Linked DNA regions of Anser cygnoides: region 2 is linked to region 1. Evidence: chromatin contacts called from public Hi-C data. All regions are on one chromosome and are shown on one strand. Each heading gives the region's core, a stretch centred on a gene start, on an enhancer-like site or on the middle of the called end of the contact. The rest is flanking DNA. Distances are from core to core; before and after follow the strand shown.

Evidence for each region. Hi-C and Micro-C count contacts between places; a contact is called where the count stands out from the background.
Region 2: a Hi-C map of liver shows a contact between it and region 1, with 2.8 times the contacts expected there. The contact joins the enhancer-like site here to the promoter of ABHD10 in region 1. A contact is called at or near these places in 2 of 7 Hi-C or Micro-C datasets (both in liver).

The regions. Positions count from the first base shown.
Region 1 is chr1:91,187,009-91,191,169 of Taihu_goose_T2T_genome, forward strand. ABHD10 (abhydrolase domain containing 10, depalmitoylase) reads right to left here and starts at 2,181. Exons shown (of 5, transcript XM_048057396.2): 1 at 1,871-2,181. The coding sequence starts at 1,952. PHLDB2 (pleckstrin homology like domain family B member 2) reads right to left here. Exons shown (of 20, transcript XM_048057375.2): 20 at 2,579-4,161.
Region 2 is chr1:91,273,955-91,278,115 of Taihu_goose_T2T_genome, forward strand. It overlaps LOC125181994 (a long non-coding RNA gene), which reads left to right. Exons shown (of 4, transcript XR_007160792.2): 3 at 834-898; 4 at 1,796-2,420. Among named protein-coding and RNA genes, the nearest start is that of PHLDB2, 6.2 kb to the left of the region's middle. Within about 2 kb of position 1,822, at least 2 of the 3 cell types and tissues checked have open chromatin away from gene starts, as enhancers often do. A contact at or near this core is called in liver, where this site is marked.

The sequences.
Region 1 (4,161 bases), core at 931-3,430:
GAACCTAATATTTTGGAAATATTTAATAAAATGCAAAATCATTTAGTTCAACTTCTGTCAAAGTGACCTGTAACATATTATTAGACCCATAATAATAAGCATTTTTCCCATCGGTGTACTGGGAACTTAAAATTGCTTTGTTTTGGTTCAAGATAACAAACCAGACATATTTGAAAAGAAAACACTAGGTTGGGCTGTTATTCACATTAATAACCATCCAAAAATATAGTTTCCACCAAGGAAAAGAGATTAACAAAGGAAACACTACCAAACGAACACAATGCTGAATCTCAGTGGCTGCTATAGTATTTAATCTAGTCTTAGCAGTAAGTTTTATCTTTACTACGGGTGAAGGTAAGTGGTTTATAGAGAGGTGTTAAGAGGAATTAATCCACTCCATTATCCCACTCAGCAAGATTAATTTGTTAAACTGAAAGCTTGGTCTAGACTTCTGATAAGACTTTGACACTCTTAATTCTTGGGTTAGAAGAGGCCTGGTTCTTGAATGCTGCTAATCAACAGTAGGGTACAGAGCCTGCACAGCCCCAAATGGTATAACAGGCCTTCCTGGTGGTATAAACATTGGTTAAAACACTGCAAAAACAGGCCTTGACAGCATCACATCACTTCACTGTTCTGCTGCTTTCTCTCACTATCAGAGAGATTGTATTCAAGCTTTTTTTTTTTTTTTTCCTCCATTGCACATGCATTTGAGTGCAAAGGTACGTGCAGAAAAGACACAGCATACAGTGAGTGTTTAGTGTTCTGCTCTAATAGAAATTATCCCATTTGAACTAGAGATTAAAACCACTATATCTCTCATGAAAAGATGGGACAGTTCTTTATTCTACCAATGCACTGATTATTATGAAGGGGAATAAACACCACAAGAGAAGTATATTTATTTAGATGCATTCACCCTACAACCTCTGGTTCATGTGTGTTTCTGTAAGTACTCCAGTCACTTCTTCACCTGTCAGTAAGAGGTACACCAAGAATTGCTACACCTCATAGAAAAAAAGGGTTAGGAGTATTGGTCCCTCCCTTAAGCCTTGATAACCATCTTGGAAGTGATTAGGTACCACAGGCCAGCATCCTGCAGCACTCTGGAGGTGTCCTCAAACTGACACTGGGCAGGGTTTAAACTGAGCTACAAACAGCTGCTGTCCAAACTATCTTGTGAACTAGTCTCGTGCACTTGACAAGTTACTCTAAGTGCATCGGCAGTAACGCTAACCCGAATAACCCAAAAACCTAAAGCAACCTCCTCAGCCAGCCCATCAGAGAGCCCACTTCACTGGGGTTGCACTCTAGAGTCGAAGCCATCAATAACTGAAGAGCTATCCAGTAATTTCTCCTCCTGATTTCAGTGACAGACCTCGGGAAGAGCAGGGGAGCACTTGTGGAGGGTGCATGGTGGTATCTAGTACCAGAAGCCATGTATGGACAGCAGACGTTAACTAGAGGAAGGCATAGGATGCTTGCCCGATGCTATGAAACTCTATTCCTTCCAAAAACTCTGCAATTTGAGTTATGACTCGCAGCAACCACGACTGACAGCTCAGCCGCCCATCAAAGCCGAAGAAATCCCCAAACACCCTGGGGAACGCTCCAGCACCACCACATAGGCAGGGCCTGGAGCAGCAGCGGGTGAAGGCAGCTCCGCCGGGCAGGGGGCTGCCGGCTGACCCCAGCCCGCTTTGCCCCTCACGATCCCCCCCGGCACTCCCCGCCATCTCGGGGGAGGCAGCGCCCGCCCGCCCCTCAGCGCACGCCCCGAGCCGCCACGACGAGGCAACCCCCGGCCCTCCCGCCTCCGTGCCCGCCCAGGGCCGCGGCCAGCGGGGCTGCCCGGGGGCTTGTGCCTTACCAGCGAGCCCCGGCGCCGCCCGCAGCGGCTGCCACAAGCCGCCGGCCCCCCGCAGCCCCCGCGCCGCGCCCATGGCCGCCATGGCGCAGGAGCGCGCATGCGGCGGCGGCCGGCAAATGGCGGCTGCGTGACGGGCCTGCCGCCGGCCCCGCGGCTCCTGGCAGCCGCTGCGGGGCGGAACCTGCCCGCCCGGCCCGGAGGGACGGCAGGGCAGGGCGGTGCGAGGCCCCCGCGCCTCCTCGCTTCGGCTCTCCTGCGCCGACAGGGGCTGGGCTCGGGGAGCAGGTGCTCTCTCTGGGGAACGATGGGGCCCGAGGCAGGGGAGGAGTCAAAAAGCGCCGGGCTTCCACGGTGGGGTGGTGGCCGCTTGCCCTTGAGTCACCTCCTAGCCGGGTATTAGGGAAAGGGGGAGGCCCCTGAGCAGTTCTTGCTTTATAATATCCAAATAAATGCCGCAGGCAAGGCTGGTGATATGTTTCTCAAACGGGGAGGGTCATAAAAATGAGGAGTGTGTTATATAATACACCTATGTACACCACAGTCCCCACTCATAATTTCACTGCCATCTAAAAATTGTTTTCAGTAGCTCTTCTACTGGGAAACACAGGGAAGGGTAGCATTTTTACTGAGAAACACAGACATGCTTGTTCAAGTGTATACAACATTATTTGAAAGACGAGCACAAACACACCAGGATAAAGAATCGAGTGAATGTTTAAAACAAGTTTATTTTTAAAAATGTTTATTGAAATGCCTTCATCGCATCATGCAGGATACAAAAATCATGATTAGAAAACCTTTATAACCATACTTAGAATTAAAATCGAGATACATCGGGAAAAAAATAATAATTATATAAAACAAAGCAGTTCATTTCTGATAGTGTTTTAAATCATTAGATTACAAACTGTGATCTGCACAGATGATACCAATTACCTCGCAGTAACCCTTCCTTCTTTCGTGATTCAAGTCAAAACTGCCATGTCATGCTAGAGCAACCGTATCACCTGTGTATGCCACAAAGAAGAATTCATCCATTCGATACAGGGTTTAAATAGGATAACAAAAATATTTTGCCAGCATACTTCTATTCTGCTTACAGTTTTTAATTTGCTCCATCAAAAGCCATTAACTTTCCATCAAGAAAAAAAGTCTAATGTGCTTTTTTTTTATTACACAAACCACTTGGCACAAGTTTTGATTACTGAAATAAAACCTCTTTAAAGTCAGAGCATAAGAGACTTCCTTGACGTACAGTTCAATTACATAATTGAGGTTTTGCAATATTACTCAAGGACTTGGACGTGATTCTTGATTCTAAAATGGGAGACCACCATACCCTCCATATTTTCATCGTTTTAGGAGTCCCTAACCCCCTGCTACTTAATAGTTTCAGGGTTTTTATTCATACACTGCTTAGTGTAAACTCTTAAGAGTTTGTCAGATTCTATCTGACAGCATTATTCTGTGCAGATATGCTTTTAAAAAATCTCCTGGGCTGGAAACTTGACTTCAAAGAATTTAGATAGATTTTAGATACTTTGATGCTGGCTTCATGGGGACCAAAGCTTGCGAGGTTTCAATAGAGCATTCACTTGGCACAGAGTAAGATTAGAACCACATTAGATGGGACCTGACCACATAAAATAAAATTGCTGCAGGATCCAGAATCAGCTCATTCTATTCGATGTGGAGGATTAAAAAAAAAGTCCTCCTGATGACAAAATTAATACGTGTTTCCATTTCATAGCCTTGTGGATAAATCCCATCTTTATAAAGCTGTCCTTCTCTTTTTTCTTGAGCTCCATAAATACAGACTTGAAACACACAGTTGGTGTCACTGTGTGATTAAACACACAGAATATTGTAAAATTTAATTACTTTAAAAATCGTGAAGAGTTTTGGCACTGTCTCCTTACAGAAAGTTAAGTACAACTAACACTTTGAAACATTACAGTAAGGGAGTCATGTAACTCTTTGGCTCTGTTGTAATACTTAGCTACTAAGGCAAGAATTGTGTGTACCTTAGGGCTGCTTTTTATTTATATTTTTATAAAATACTTGACTAAAAGTTTTAAAAAGTTACCTAATCATCTATAAATGTCAAATGCTGCATATTAAAATATATGCTATTACACTTTTTTGTTCCATTACTAGGATTTTTGCATACTGATGAGAACACACACATTTGTAAACTTTATGTAGACGTGCTCTACATAACAATTTGTACAAAATCATCATTGAATCAAGATGTAATTTAAGTTGCCTGATTATTCATTTTGGAGCACTAT
Region 2 (4,161 bases), core at 572-3,071, 87 kb after region 1:
GCTCCACTGAAAGACCTTATTCACTCCATACAGAGATGGCATTTGGGGCTCCAGGAGCCATAAATTTAAAGTTTTAGACTATGTCAACCATTGACTTTGTCAGTTACCTCATTTCCTCTCCCACCCATTCCATACTCATCTACTTTTTCTAATATTTTCAGTCAGATTCAACAGTAACACGATAGTAGTGAGGCAGTAATAATGAAAAAATAGAGTATCCTTTGCTCAACATATCCTGAAAAGATGCTGTCACCTCAGCCAGACAAAAAAGCCAACCATCTATCCACAACGGAGGATGCAGATACCAGTAAGTATGTATTCCCCCTTCTGAAAGGTGTTGTGAATCACCATATTATAAACATATACGTCGTCCCCAGGCAAAATTATACCACAATTAAAACTATCAGCATGTCTTATACTTCACCTTGGACCTTAATGAGGAACACCAAGACGTATTTCTTCCTCATACCGTAGAGCTTTGCATGGTAATTATAGAATTTAATTTGCAGTGTGCAGATGTTCAAGTTTAAGTGGCACGTTTTGGCTTTATGACAGCCAGTGACCGATACAAGTCCTGTAGGGTTTTTGCTCCCAGATCCCAAACAGCAGGCGGGACAGCCTCTCTGCCAGAGGCAGGGATGCTCAGGGGAACTCTGGCTCACAGAAGTTCTCCACTCAGTGAGTTCCCCGACTCGGCACCACAACAAGAGGCCAAAACACAATCACAGAGGTTGTGTTTTCGCAATGAAGGTATAAAGAGCTTCACTGGCCAATTAAGGCTTTTCCCCTATCTTATCCATTACTCAGTATTGTCATTTCTTTTGCACATTTAGATTCCTTTTCTTCAGAAGCCGTTAGTCTACAGTGCATTTTCTACTTTTGAAGTGCCCATGCAAAGGTAAGCATGTAGTTTTACTGTTTGAGGAATTCAGCTGGGGGACTGCTGAGCAAGAGCTCTAAACCTTCTGCTTTGCAAGATAACATTTTAATGTTGAATTTGTATCTTCGATTTTTGGGAATGATCTAAGAGATAAGATTTGCATCTCAAGAACTCAATATTCCTTTAACATTAGCTTACACTAAAATTGAAAATATAATCTTGTGTCCTTTTCCCTTTCAATTCCAGATTTTATTTGCTCCTGTATTTAGTCATAAGTGAACTATTTTATGTATTAAACAATAAATATCATATGTATAGATTTCTTTACCTTGCTATTTCTGTCATTAGTATTATACACCATAGTTAATAATTTAACACTGAAGCACAGTCTGCACTCCTATGTCGTGAAATCTGATGCACAAAAAAATCTTTTCTTACTCATTTCTATTGCTAATATTGAACATTAGTGTAAAAGAGCAACAAATTTATTTACAGAAATTAACAGGTATGTGGGAACTAAAAGCACAAATTCAGATTAAATTCAACAAACCATTTTAGGCCCAATACAAAAGAGCACAAAACTCAAACCAACTACTCAATCAGTTTTTTCCTTTTTTTCCGCCCATTAAAGAATAAACTTATATAGGTGGTTTGAAAAATTTAAACGAAAACATATTTTCTTCACCATTAACACAGTATTTTGCTCGTTCATCTTGATGGACTTTGAACGAATGTTAGCGGAGTATTGAAACAAAAGCAAACTGTGCAAGTTTTTAGATTCACTTTCCAGAAGGCAAATTAATGACGTTAACAGTGCCTGGGTCATTCAGAGTCCATTAGAGTCACATTTGAGGAGGATGCAGTCCCATGTCAGTCTCACCTGCAGCAAACTTCTCCGATTTTTACTGTCTGTAGGCAGGAACCCCTCGGACAACCAGCTGGATCTGGACTCAGGGAAGGGCGATGACCATGCAGGGACTGTGCAGTGGAGTTTTGGCCCCAGAGAAAAGTCAACATGGACGGGTTGTGTTCAGTTTGCAGGATCTGACATTGCATGTGGTTTAGCTGAATGTCAAATGTTATCTTTTATCTCCAAACATGAGCTCAAAGTGTATCCTGCCGGGTCTGGAAAACTTGGTAAAGTGATAATACATGCAATCAGGGATTTATCTGATACAGACAACTCCCATTTTCTAGACATGGCTGCAAGGATTGTACATGGAGAAACATCCAGCTTTTTCTTTTTTTTTTTCTAAAAGAGTAGCAAGTTTTCTACTTCTCATTGTTGTCCTTTTAGAGGTTAATCAAAAAATTAGACTTCACCATTACAATTTTCATTTAAAGTCTTTCTTTTCATTGGTTAGCATTTCTAATGCTCCATGCCTGCAGTTAGGTTGTTAAAACAAATTTAGTTCATGGATTATGATATATCCACATATCTTTTAAATGTAATTTTCTACTTACTGTTATATTTCAGAAAATATTTTAGCAGGATGTAACCAGTATCAAAACATGACTTGATTTTTCCACAGACTGCTCAGACTTTTTTCAATTTGAAATAATGAATGAGTCAATGTACATGTTAAAACTAATGTAAACCTTTTAAAAGCTTAATCTCAGGTAATTTGTCTGAGAGAACTGCAAGCTTTCAAAGTTGTGGTAACAACCTAGGCAATATTCAGCTCCCTTGCCTGAACAGCAGTGTAAATATGAACTAGATATTGATGTAAGAATTATTATGGATCTGTACCAGTCTGAGTATGGAACTCAACCCTTATCATCAGTGTAATAGAATAGAGTCAGAATAATGGTCTTTCTCTTCACAAAATATTTTCTTATTCTGTTTGGATTTTGGCAATTAACAAAATGTATTTTAATTTGTCCTGAACATTTTTGATACCTTGGTAGGAAGCCAAAAGTCTTTTCTGTGAACATCTGGCCCTCAAGTGTCGCATCTGGAAAAGCTAGCATTTTAAAGTCTTGCTACACTTCACTTTGTTTTCATTTGTGGTAAGTAAGAAACAATCTAGATTTGCAGAAAAAAATTGCATAAAATCACCATTTAACCGAACTTCTAATTTTGATACCCAAAACAAAAGCAAAGGCTAGAATTTTCTCTCAATTCAGCCAGAATAAACAAGTCATTCAAAAAAGGCTGAGATTTTCTTTGTGTTGTAAGAGTTGAAAGCATTATAATGCTCCCATTACTACGGCACCCACAGTGACAGTAATGAAATTCAAAGACTGACAATTTCTATGTCAGCAGTGATGTCAACAGAATTATTCCCAGAAATTAAAAGATGAAGAATTGGATTTGAAATATTCCAGTCAATATGTTCTAAACTAACTGTGGGTTTGGACCTCTGAATCTGCATATTCAACACACAGAACTGCTCAGAAGGCTTTGGTTTTTAGACTGCCTTGAGTACTTCCCTCTGAAAACCCAGATCCTGCGTGGTGTCTGAAAAGTGGGAAGACAACACGAGTCAATCACTTCACAAAACTGTGCCGTGCAACGTCAGCCTGAGCCTGCTGCAGGGGCTGTGTTGAGGGTCACTCATGATCCACATGCAGGTTTAGGCCACGGTACTCTAAATTTTAAACAGCTGTTTCCATTGCCAAGGGAAGGATGGGGTAGCTGCACCAACCTGGGGACCTACCGCAGGAGGTTACCTTCCTTGGGGGATCAGTTTCCTCATGTGCCCCCTTAGCCTTTCACATCACGTACCTATAAGCCCACTGTGACACCAATAAGCCTTTGGAGAAGGGAGAACAGAGTATTTGGGAGCTATGTCACGACAAACCTTTTTGTTTCCTTCCCGAGCTGTTAGATACACATCCCCCCAGCCCATGCCACAGGGCAAACCTGGCCCAGGAGGGCTTTTAATTCCCTGAGGGGAAGTGGCAACATGAGGTGGCTCCAGGCTGCTGCTGACCCCGGCAACCTATGCCATGAACGGGCTGTGGAGGAGGCCCGAACCCTACGTATGGGATTAGTGGGTGCTGAGAGACCCCAGCCACCTGCTGCAGTGACTGCGCTGCTGTGGCATTAGCCAGCACTTCTGCAAAGGGAACGGCCGAGTCCTTCACCAAAGCAGTGCTCCTGCTCCAAGCTGCTTGCCCAGGGAAAGCCTTTCCCTGCCTTCCCGGCCACTTAGGTGGGCAGGGTGACCCCGGCACTCGGACAGACCATAAAAATCCCCTGCAGACGTCCTGTGGAAGCCTTGGGTTTTCTGGCCAGCTGGCATGGAGACGCAGAGAAGGTAAGGAGATGGAGTGAG